Linked DNA regions of Zea mays: region 1 is linked to region 2. Evidence: chromatin contacts called from public Hi-C data. All regions are on one chromosome and are shown on one strand. The core of a region is the stretch at or near the end of the contact, and the rest is flanking DNA. Distances in the headings are between cores, read along the strand shown. Region 1 has its middle 270 kb from the start of LOC118473549. Region 2 holds the start of LOC103641087 (Protein SUPPRESSOR OF MAX2 1).

Region 1 (6,384 bases), core at 3,035-5,534, 290 kb before region 2:
ACCACTTGATCGATTCCAACAGGTGGAGGATTTGGAGGATTCATTTCTGTTTGTTGTTGTCGGATAATCTTCCCTTCCTTGGTATTGACCATCGAAGTTAGACACATACAGTAAAAATAGTTTTTGCAAGGCAGAACGAATAGGCTAGTTGCTGGTTATGAATTGAAGATTCTTTGACATGGCTTAATCTGTTGTTTCATCTCAAGCTTGGTGTACTAGTTGTATAAGGTGAATATCCAAGGTTAAAATAGAATTTGTCAAGATGAGATAAAATATATGGTGTAGGTCAAAAACTTGTTTGACATTTGGTGGGGACAGATAGACTATGCCATTCATCATGACTCCATGGGTTGAGTTAGCTCTTAGTTGAGTTGATCTAATGTGCTAAGTTAACACCTGGCTAGAAGGGTCCAAGTACCACTAATCTGTTTAAGCATACCACATTGGATTAGATCACACTAGATTCCATAATCCTATTTAAGAATATCATTTAGTTAAGCATATCAAGCTGACTTTATCTTTATGAAATTCAAGTATATATTTTTTTATACACCTAAAATTTTATTATGCCATTAGCAGGTGGGGTATAGAAAACAAGGTACCTCAGGTTTTAGCTATTTGGTGAGTGTTGACATAGAATGAGTGTACTATGGCATAATCGAGCTTCCTTTGAGGGTCTGAATTAGGGACCATCGGTCATGGTGTTAGATGCCATCATCAAGGTGGGATAACAATTGCGGTTACATGGGGTAGGTAGATTAAACATAATTTTATTTTGCTTTTGAGATAAATGAGTTGAGCAACCTATAGCATAAGCTAGGTCGTGGTTTCACGGACAAGTTGGTTTAAGACACCAATTAAGGTTTTAAACCCATTTATATGAAGATGGTCTAATTTGTGTTACCAGCATTAACTAACTTGTTTAAGTAACTCCCTTTAGATCATATCATATTAGATTAGTTAGGGTCTAGATTGGATTGGATATAACTAGATTAGACTAGTTTAAGTTAAATAGGTCTACCAAGATAGGATATATATTATTAATATATGTTAGAATCTTTTGAGATAGGAGGGGTCATATGGTGTAGGTGGTCAGATTCTTTGTTTGGTTAAAACAGAGGGTTATGCAACCATCGAGTGGTTAGGGTAGTTGCATATGGCCAGGTTGGACTAAGACCCAATTTAGATTAAAACATATTTGTAAGAATAGGATCCAATCTTATTTTACCAGTATTATCTAACATGTTTGTCCATTAGATTAGATCTGATCAGGACTAAATTGGTATAACCAGATTAGACTAGATAAGATCTACTAAATTTATTTTGGCGTAGATCATGTTTGTTACACTATTATGAAATAAGCAAAGTGGTTGGGATAAGTATGTTTGTTACGTCAAGATGAGTCTCTAAGATCATGTTAGAATCTTTTGAGATTAATTAGATCTATTAGGATAAGATGAGAATCCTTTCGAGAAGAGATGAGTCTATTAAGGTAAGAGAGTATCTTTTAAGATCGGAGAGAATCTTTTAAGATAAAATGGATCTATCAAGATAAGAGAGAATTTTAAGATAAGATGGATCTATTAATATAAGAGAGTATCTTTTAAGATAAGATAATCTATTAAGATAAAAAAAGAATCTTTCAAGATAAGATTGATCTATTAAAATAGATACACTTTAATGGAGGATAATCTAATCTCATGAATTTTATTTATTTATACTTATGCTTATACTTATATATAATTGTGGACATTACTCCACGACTCATCACACTCAATCAAAGATCCAAATCAGACAAATATCATAAGAACAAACACCCAGGCATATAGATAACTATAAAAATAGTTTTGATTTTGTTCCTAAGAGTAGGTCTCCAATTCCTAAAGTCACTTTAGGCACAAGATTTCAAAGTGTGAAATCCACATTTGTATTTAGAAAGGAAAGGTAAGAATATTCAGAGTAAAGCGGAAATAGATGAGAAAAGATTAAGATAAGTCTAGAAAAGAATCAGAGTAGCAAAAGTATGGTTAATCAGAGTAGAACGGTAGGAGGTGAGACAGGATCAAGATAACTATAGAAAGAATCAGAGTAAGGTAAGTATAGAATGAATCAGAGTAAGATAAGTAGGTAAGGATTTGTCCATTTCTATCTAGGTTTTGTCCTACCGTCAACATTTCCTCTGATACCACTTTTGTAACACCCGGGCTTTAAGGGACAAAGCCGGGTGCATCTCATATATGCGTCAGAGAAGACAACACATATAATAACAGAGTGCATAGAGATAAATGTCATAAATATCATAAATGTATTTATTACATAGCGGAAGTCTTACAGAAATAAATGATAAAATAAAGCAAACTATATATTATTCCCTGGCGCCACAAAGCTGACTAAGAGACGCCACCTAGATCAAGTCGAAAGCCTCAGAGTGATGCGGCTCCTCTTCGACCACCTGTTCTTCTCTTATGGAGGGTGTGAGATAGCAAGAGTGAGCTCACACATGTTCATCGCTCAACAAGTTATGGGGAATAATGTGCATGAACTCACCAAAGGTGGAGTTCGTGTGGAGTGTAAGGCAAATCAATGTAATAAAGGCTGAAGCTGAGCATTGCTTTTATAAGTTGGTCAAAATTTTATTAGCAGTTACTAAGTGTAAGTAAATACCAAACCATAGTAATAATAAGTAAAAATAATAATAAAAATAATCCCGGTGCGATGCAAATGACAAATTAAGTTTAAGTTCCATAAATTAATCATGTGAGCGTCCGAGCCACTCATGACCGTGAGCACGGCTAGTATACCAGTTTTACAATCTACAGAGGTTATGCATCTTTACCCACAAATTGTGTTACCCATTTGCCACGGAGTTGATCAGACCCCATACACCTCTACCAAGGAAGCGAGGCAGGGTACCACTACGAGGCCTTTACAAAGTTCCACTAGCTTTAGAAAACCCGCTACAGTTTATAGGAAGCTCCAGTACAGGAATCCCTCGCCTGACCACCATCGCAGCAAAATCAACCCAAGGACCTCCCTACACTGACCACTCCCCTACTACCCTTGCCCCTTTCGGGTAAAGTCATTCACTAGCTTTCCAAGTTAATCAGCCAAGGGCGTCCCATTAAACCCTTGTGGTAGCACTGTTTTCCTGGGTGGTTCTCCATGTTTCCATTAACATAATGATCTTATCATGAATAGTAAATAATAAACAGATAATAAAAATTTTAACAATGAGTGATGAATATCTCTATACCCAAAGGCACATAAAGCAATAGTATGTACTATCCAAAAATTTAGTAGTAAAACCAGTGGTGAAATAAGGTATAAAGATAGTCAAAATCTAGGGTAACCTATTGGGTCCCATCAAAATTAACCTATGTAGATCATTATGATTAATAAGAACATGACTGGGTAAAAAGGAAGTGATCAAGGACACAACTTGCCTGACACTTGAGATTCTAGGTACCAACTTGCTCTTCAGATTCTCGTGACCTCACTTCTAAACGTAGCAATACAAACAAACATGGTATAGGAAAAATTAACATCACACCAAACATAAGAATAAACTGTATAATAATAATCTATGTGTCGTAACGAGATCGTAGGAACAAGAATCGCTAAATTCGGAGTTACGGTTAAGAAGTTATGAATTTCTGAAGTTATTAAGAACCTAGAATAGATTAATTCAAATGAACAATTTTGATTCAAGTTTCATGGTTAAACAGTGTTACTAGTTGATAGACAATACTAATACAAAATTATTGCAACTAGAATGGGTTAAAAAGGAGCTAAGATGAATTTTCTATGAATTATACAAGTTCTGAAATTATTTTCGCACTAGAAATCAATTTCCTAAATCATTTTTTCCTATTTTATCAGACTTCGGGACTGCGAGCACAATAATCAGAGAGTTCAGGGTTCTGTTTATAAGTTTACAGGACTTGTCTGTAATTACTTTACATATCCTATGGACTGCGGGTTGATATGACAAAAGGGCACAGGCTCTTTAGAAAAGCTGTAGCCGCGAAGGGGTATCCTTGGCACCAAGCCACCCGATCAAAACGGAAGGCTCAGATTAGATCTTGGCATTAATGAACCGATACGCGACTATGGTCGTTAGATCCGAAATCTACGACTCCGATCTAACGATTTGAAGGGATACGCCAGATTCGATCCAGGCCATTCCCCGCACGATCTACGGTCAGCGTTTAATAGAGCACGGTCACATCGCGTCCGTTGAATCCGATCTCAACGCCACAGATCCACTAGAACGATAGGTTCGGGTCTATAAGCAGTGACAATCGCCCCTATGAAGACTCACTTTCGCTACGGCTACGAACCGGTACCCCAGTCTAATACTAGCCGCACAAATCCCATCCAACGCACCACCATTCTTCTTTCTACACCCGACAGCGATGCCGACGGCGCAAACGCCCAGGGAGATGGCGCCATGGTTGAAGCAACCCCGGCCGATGCTATGGACGATTCTGTGGGAGTCGGGCGCTACAACCATGGTAAAGGAACCAGATTTACTTACAGCGGTGCAGCAGAGGCTCTCAACGGGACTCCAGCGACAACGCTGTGGAGGCGACCGGATGACGATAGCGCGTGGGTCCCACTGAGGTACTGGCCTTGGGTCACGGCGAATACCGGTGTTCGTGATATTCACCAGTGGAGAGGGAGATCTCACATTGGATGCTCGATCCCGCGCTAAAGTCTTCGTTAGACGCACTCCTCTCCCCAATTACTCAGAGGACGAACAGCCAGGCTCGGCTTGGGTCCGAGTTTCCGGCGGCAATGGTGAGACAGGCTGTGGGGACAACTTTCTTCCTTTCATGTCCACTCTCGGCTCGCACAGCTCAACGACAGTAGATGAGGGGACGAGGGAGCCGATCGACGCGTATAAATACATGGGAAGCTAAGAACCAATCCTAACAACATGCCCGATGACTCCGGTTCGTTTTGGCGAAGCACGGGATTCGGATCTCAACAACCGGCGGTGGACGGAAGAAGGAGACGCTGGTGACTCGACCCCACATGCCAATGCCGAGTATGAGGGAGGGGAAGACCGAGCAGTGGGGCCCACGCGCAGTGGATGGGAGTCCGCGCGATGGCCGGTTTCGCTCAGAGAAGCCCCACGGTGAACGCGCACGTGGCTGGCATCATGGTCTGGTGGAGATGATGGATCCGACGAATGGGCCCCACCAGTCAGCAACTTCAATCGCACGGGTGAACCGGTGTATAGCTGACCATATGAACCCGCCTGGCAGTGACTAGCTGAGATGATGCATATTAGGGAGGAGGCGGCTGACGTATCGGGCCCACAAGTCATTGGGGGTAGAGTCATGGCGCCACTGAGCAGGTTTGGGCTGTGCGGGGGGGGGGGGGGGGGGGGGGGGGGGGGGGTTAGTTGGGCCAGTTTGGGAATATAGGCCCAGGCGCCCAATGGACTTATTTATTTATTTATTTCTATATTCATTTTCTTCCCTATTTTCTTTATTTCCCTTCTTGATTCAAACTCAAATTTAGTTTGGAATTTACACTCAAAGTTTGAGTTCAACTTTTAAATGCACGGTCGAATCTCCAAGCATAAGTGCAGGGTTTATTTAGTTCTTTTATTTATTTTCCATTTCAAGTTTTAATTCAATTCACATCGAGTTGAAGCTTTAAGTCAATTCAAATTCACCATCAAAACCCCAACATGAATGCAAGACATGATTTTATTTATTTATTTATTATCTTACTTATTTAAGTAGATGTTTTCAAACATGAAATTTATACACACAAATTCTAGTTAATGTAAGAAAATAATTCCTAGTGTATAACTTTTATTGAGAGATGCTTTATCTTACATCCTTTAGTGATCACTTACACATATAGTTCCATAAAGGGATAACTTAATTCGTCTAGTAGTATTTTTATTAGGGAAGAATTTGAGGAGGAGCAACTTCAATTTAAGAAAAGTTTTTTTTTAAAAAAAAGTATTTTAACTCAAGACCTCTAGAGAATTCCATAAATCCTTAACATAAGGTTTTGGATGCTATACTAACTAAGCTACAATAATTGTTATAAAAGTTTGGCTAAAATAGTTTATTAAAAACCCCAAACATGCCATTCAATTGGAGGCTTTCTAGAGAAATCTGAAATTCAGATTTCTGAATTTCAGCCTCTAACCCAAACCCGAGCATGTTCACCTTAATCCCTATTTCAAAACCCTAAGCTCCCATTAACAAAAGTGTGCTAAACTAATCCCTCTGCCACATATCTAAAGATGGCATTGGGATTCGGAACCTAGACACGACAAAACCGAAGATTTGCCTCGGGCTCAGGGCTGAGAGACAGACCCGACTTGAGAGCTCCATATCTTTGGAACCAGTGATGCGT
Region 2 (6,406 bases), core at 2,379-4,878:
TGCTGCCAGCCATCCGATCAACAGCGTCTTCATCGATTCTGAATGAGTTACAGCTACCGATGACTGAGTCGAATTTCGCTGATATGCAATCTGTGACAGTCTTCCTAAACGGTGCGAAGTCAACTGGCCGAAACACAATGGCATCATCAACGAGATTCAACAGATCATAGTCAGGGGCTGGTGTTGAACACTTGACTGCAAGGTGCCCTTTTTCATGCTCTTGTTCCACAGAGAGATCACTGGAATTCCGTGAGCCGTCGGTGTCATCCAATGCCCCAACTGCTAAATTGAGGTCAAGTGATAGACCTTGCCCACCGGACAGTTCTTTGGCTACCTTTGCTGGACGAGCATCATCACATAGCCAATCCGCTCGGTGCTTAACCTGCTTGTCCTCAATAGAAAGCTCTAGCTGCCAATTAGAGCTTGCTACCTCCAACATCCTTCCTTCATCTTGGAGCAATGTTTCAAACTTTGGTCTCCTGAGTTCCTCAGGTAGCCAATTTGTGGTGAGAACAAAGATGACATTGCCAAGGCTGACCTCACGGCCCCGAGAGTCTACCAGGCGACCAGTCTCCATTGCCCGCTTGATCTTTCCCCGCACAACAGCGTCCACTTGATCAATGCCCTCAAGAATGATAACTGAACATGGATTTTGCCGAACTGCCTCAGTGACCCGGTCAAGTGAGGTTTTCCCCCAAAAACCCGGATTGAGTCCATTACCATCCTTGCTCAAACGAGAGTCACCACCAAAGTTTACAACCACTGGTTGAGCATTTACCATCAGCTCAGACAATGCATTCACCATCTTCCTCTTGCCTGCCTGGTCAGGACCAACAAACAGGAGCCATATGTCGCCCCTTGTCCCAATGTTACGTCTCTTCCCACTGCCAGTTCTGCATTGTATTACAACAGCAGCAATTGCTGAGGCAGCATCTGATTGCCAGCTGACCTTCTGTGTGAGCACCTTGAGGAGCCTTTTGAAAGACTCGATATCAGAGATTCCAGCTATCTTAGCCTTTTGCATAGAAGTAAGCCCTTCTGTGTAATTTTCCTTCTGGTCATTCTCTACAGTAGCACCAGGATCCATGGGACCTAGCGCAAGGTCAGTCTTCACTGGGCTGCCTAGCGGACTCTTACGAAGCTCAGACGTAGGGGTACCCTCAGGCTTCTCCCAATTGGTGTTCATCTGAAGGGTGGGAACACCACCCCTGGAATGTTGTATCTTTGGCTCAACTGGCGGGCGTGGAACTAAGGCAGCCAATCCCAAGGAGAGAGCTGGCGCCCCAGCACGGTTACCGTGGGTACGGGCGCAAGTTTCACGCCATTTCTTCTCAAGCTCTTCGGCAGCCTCCTTCCGTTTCAACTCTTGCTCCTTGGTCTGTGAAAACACAAATGACTATATCAATCACCTTCCTATTAGAACCAACGCTGATTTTATGAGCCAACACAGAAAAAACACAAACCTGTGGTTGATCACTGCTGGGCTGCATCCAGTGTGGCAAACCAGGCTTAGCAGCCTCAGCGCGTGATGCTGGGTTTTCCTTCTGCTCAGCTGCAAGCTTGGCAAGCTCACGGTCATAGCTACCCTTGCAAAGCAGGCACATGACCGGCTTAGCCATCAGAGGATTGTCACTCCCTGCCCCTGGCGGCCATCGGAGTGCTGTTGGTGTCACCGGCATAGGCCGGAGAGTATGCGATAACATCCCCACTGAGTTGCCCAGAATTCCAGTGCTCCCAGGCCTATAATTTCAATAAATTAATTAGATCACCTGTTTTGGATCACAGTGTACAAAATTAGAAAACTATTACTCTTCCGACTCTAAATTATAAGCCGTTTTTGACTTTTTTTAAGATAAGTAGCTTATAATTTGGAAATAAAGGAGGAAGTACATTATTAAAAAAGGCACCAAACTTTTTAGAGTAGTACTAGCCTTCATGATGACTTATTCAACTGTAGTAAATTTAGGTTATCGAGTATAAACTAATTTATTATTTATTTACTCATCTGGTCCAAGACAACAGAAAACTGATACAAGTTTGAGTAAAAAAAAAAGAAAAGAACAACAGCAGACATGGTAGATGCAACAAAGAAGGCGGAATAGCGAAGAGAGAAAGACGCACCTGAGAGCTGCGCCGGCGAGCGGCGCGCTGCGGGCGATAGAAACCGCCTGGAGGTCCCACTCGGCCTCCATGGTTGGGTGGTAGACCTTGCATCGGAGGTAGGTGGCGCAAGCGGCTGTACCGACGGCCCAGACCTTGCCGCTTCCGAACTGCCTCAGCAGCCGCGCCATCTCCGACACCACCGCCTTGCCCCCCTCTGACGCTGCTGCCGCCGGCCCGTCCACCAGCCACTTGAGATCTCCAAGATCAAGAACCACGGCACCGTGGTCCACGAGGAGCCTCTGGATCACCGGGCCCAGGTCCCCGATCCTCGCCGCCAAGGCGGCTTTGTCACCGGCGAGCTTGGCGAGGTCGCTCTCGAGCGGCAAGACCTTCGCACCGGCGAGGGAAGGAGAGCCAGCCATCGGGATCCTGCGTACCGCCTCCTTCAGCACCGCGTCTGGCCCGGCGTCGCCCACGAGCACCGGGTTGCGGCGCGCCGGCTTGAGCATGACGTCGAGCACCTTGCGCGCGTCGTCCCCGCCACCGCCTGCGGCGGCTGCGAGGCGAGGGTTCATGTAGGCGTTGGCTGAGCCGAGTCGTGAGAGCGGAGAAGGGGACGGGGCCAAGGTCGTAGTCGCGGCGACGGTCGGGGTGGAGACGGCGGAGGGCGGCGGAGAAGGCGACGCGAGCGACTGCTCGATGGTGGTCTTGACGGCTGAAGAGGAGAAGGAGGCCTCGCGCATGACGCGGCTGACTGACGGGTCATCGAGGATGGAGAGGACGAGCTGCTCGAGCTCGACTTTAACGGCGAGCAGCGGCTGCTGCGCGGCCTCGGGGCATCCCCGGCGCTGCTGCGCCTGCGCGCGTTTGAGCGCCGCGACGAGCGCGTTCGATACCGGCGGCCCCGACGCATGCGACGCCGCCGCCGCCGCCGCCGAGGCCGCGGCCGGCAGCCTGTCGAGGGCGACGGAGAAGCAGAGCTCGAGTGCGCGGCACTGCAGCGGGTGCGCACCGCCGGCGCTACCAGCGGCGCCAGGCCCGGCACCGGCGGCGGCCGCGCGAGCGCACGCCTGGCGCAGCAGACCGGCCGGCGCGGCGAGCAGCGCGGCGGCGACGTGGAGCGGCGTGGTCTGGCCATGCCTCCTCCGCGCAGCCTCGTCGATGGCACGCGCCAGCGCCGCCGCCGCCTCCGGCGTGAGCGTCTGCTGGATGGTGCTGAGATCCGCTCTCATCGCCGCCACCCGCCGCTCATCAATCGATCGCAAGAACCGAAAAGACCCCCTTTTGGCTCGGTGACCAAGAAGTTATTGTTGCCCGGCACCGACCTGGAAGTCGGAAGACGTCGGGGCTTAGGAAAAGGAGAGGCTTGGAGGGGAGCGGAGGTGTGGTGGTATCGACTATCGAGAGAGAAATGGCAGGAAGGGAGGAGTCAGGTGAGGGCAGAAAGAGAAGGCGAGAACTGAAGTAGTAGTAGCAGAGGAGCAGAGGGAAGTAGCAAGCGAATAGAATCTTCGTCTCCTACGACATCTCCCAACGTCGTATTTCATCACTTTCTTGTTTACCCACGCGGTCCAGGGGAAGGAGGTGAACAGATTTTTTCCCCTCGTTTCTTTTTCCTTTTTTATTATTATATAAGTAATTATACATATGTTGTATACTGTATAATTTTATGTTCCCTACTGTAAGGCCTCCTATTTATTTCATCAACGAAATTAAAATTTTCAAAATTATTCACAACGATAAACACAAGACGACCTAACAAATGGAAGGAACACAAGGTTATACGTGGGACATAGTTGCCAGTTACCTTGCAAAAAAGAAAAAGTCTAATTAGATTTTTTTTCATAAACTATTCCACTAAAACTTCTAACTTATAATCCAAAGACTTTTATCATATATATATATATATTTTGCAAAACTCACATAACCAATTCAACTCACACTCATAATAATTTACACTTAGACTTAACGCATCATTAAAACCAATGATTTGGATTGCTAGATAACTCCTCTCTTACTCAAATCCAATAAACAATATTATTTAGATCATCTATCATCTCTTCCCCTCTCTTCCCCTCTATCACAGTGATCTTGCCGCCCCTAACCTCCTCCTCCCCCGCGTCCTCGTCGCCCCCTCACTCGCGCCACCACCGCTATCAACCCCTCCCCTCATGTCGTCGCCACCGCCGTTGATCCCCTTCCCCAGAATCATAGTGTTAGCACAGACTATATGCTAGTATAATTTTAATAGAACTCATAGTAGTACATGTTAGAAGACTTATCTCATGGACTATATAAAAGATGATTCAATACAAGAAAACTCATCTAACTGCACTATAATTCTACTATGATTCATATTATTTTAACTAACTAGAAAACTTGCCTTCTGGACTGTATAAAGGAGGGCATAACTTCATAGATCGACAACCAATACACAACATATTACTACATATTACAATCCAACACAAGAAAACCCACATAATAACTAGACGTCAGGTATTACGCTAGCCAACTATATGAACCCATATAAATCATCGCCTTTGCTTTCACCGTTGAATTAGCTTATGTGAAAGCCCTCCAAACCCTATTTCGGATGACCTTACTTGTCGGTCATCACACACTGACAATCATGTAACACCCAAAATCTTATCTTAGAGACTTGTTAATTTTTCTCCATAATCTTGGTTTAAAAAATATCTTTTAATAAGGATCTTGTTACCTTTGTGTTTACCTATCCCAAAATAAATATACTTGGTAATAAAAGATTAAGCAAAAGAGACTTATATAAACTAAATTAACTCTAGTTGAAGTGTATAGGTATATCCTTAAAAGAATCATGTTAAACTACTTCCTAAAAACACATAGTTTTACATTGGAATTATACTTTCTTTAAAATAGAATAATATGCGTGCATAGCCTATTTGCAGTGTTTGCCTAAATAAAGGAAATGACATAAGTAATAAATATACATTAATGTTTTTGCATTGCATGCTAGTGGTTTTGTTGTATATTTAGTTTGAATGTAAAATTTGAAATCAATCTGAAATTTAGATTTGAAAACAGAATTAAAAACAAAATCAAACAAAAAAAATATAAAAGGGAAGCATTTACCTGTAGGCTCGGCCCAACTACAGACCCACTTCACCAACACCGCTCAGCCCAGCTCCACGCATCACTGACGATTGGGCCCCGCAACCTAGGCTTCTCCACGATCACGCGCACTGGCATGGGCAGTCGCTGATCCGTGGGTCCCACTCCGCCAGCCTCCTGATTTGCGCGCGTGTGCAGCCACTGCCTTGTGGGGCCCCGTGCTCAGGCTCGTCCCTTCCCCTCGCACCGACATGAACAGAAGACCCCGGGGATTCCCGCGTGGATGTCGCGTGGCCATTCCAATCACCCGCCCAAGATCCCCTCGCATCGTTGTATAAAGGAGGACCCCCCGTCATCAGCCATCACGTCGGATTCTGTCGTCGCTGCATCTGTGGGGGGGGGGAGAGAAGATCTGAGCTCTGAAGCTAGTAGAGAGGAAATTACCGTCGGCTCCGTCCCACGTGTGCGCTGTGGTTTAGGATCGGCGATGGGTCGGGTTGGTCCGCCAGGTGACATAGAACCTAGGGGTGCAGATTGGAGGAAACGCAGGCGCTCCGGGCTAGAAGAATTGCTCGCTGGTCTTCTTCCTTCTCCTCTGTGGCGCATCACACCGTGGGCGGGCTCCTTCACAACTTGACAGCCGGTGAGCGACCTTCTATCACATCCGCAGTCCCTTCCTCTATGCCTAGAGCCGTTCGGAGTCTTGAATGGGGCGCGGTTACGCGAGGTCGTCGCGCGCCGGCGTGGTTGCCGCCATCTTGTGTCGTCGGGGGGGGGGGGGGGGGAGACTAATCTTGGTCGTAGGATCCTAACCTACAAACGTGATTAGATCCAGCGCGTACCCATTTGCGCTTTAAATCGTGACCGTAGATTGTTTGATCGACGACCCTCGGCGCGTACTGGTTCGGATGTAGTCCTGGTCGTTGCGGTAGATCGAACGGTTCAGAATCAGCGAACCTGTCGTCCTCGGCCATATACCAAACCTTAGACTGGAGTCCCTAGATTTTTCAAATAAACCCTGGTAGAGATAAATGTCACAAGTATCATTATTACATAGCAGAAGTCTTACAAAAATAAATGATAACAATAAAGCGATCTAAATATTATTCCTCGGTGCCAATAAGCTGACTCGGAGATGCCACCTAGATGAGCTCGTACTCTTCGTTGTAAGGCTCCTCCTAGACCACTTGTTCTTCTCTTGTGGGAGGTTTAT

The links. A called contact is a pair of places that touch in the nucleus more often than the background predicts.
Region 1: a Hi-C map of leaf shows a contact between it and region 2, with 6 times the contacts expected there. The contact joins the enhancer-like site here to the promoter of LOC103641087 in region 2. A contact is called at or near these places in 3 of 25 Hi-C or Micro-C datasets (bundle sheath and leaf) and 1 of 3 datasets of contacts at active chromatin or transcription factors (leaf).

The regions. Positions count from the first base shown.
Region 1 is chr10:54,707,876-54,714,259 of Zm-B73-REFERENCE-NAM-5.0, reverse strand. No RefSeq gene overlaps it. Among protein-coding and RNA genes, the nearest start is that of LOC118473549, 270 kb to the right of the region's middle. Within about 2 kb of position 4,284, at least 19 of the 20 cell types and tissues checked have an H3K27ac peak or open chromatin away from gene starts, as enhancers often do. A contact at or near this core is called in bundle sheath and leaf, where this site is marked.
Region 2 is chr10:54,417,797-54,424,202 of Zm-B73-REFERENCE-NAM-5.0, reverse strand. LOC103641087 (Protein SUPPRESSOR OF MAX2 1) reads right to left here and starts at 3,628. Exons shown (of 3, transcript XM_008664471.3): 1 at 2,122-3,628; 2 at 1,464-1,740; 3 at 1-1,378. The coding sequence starts at 3,335.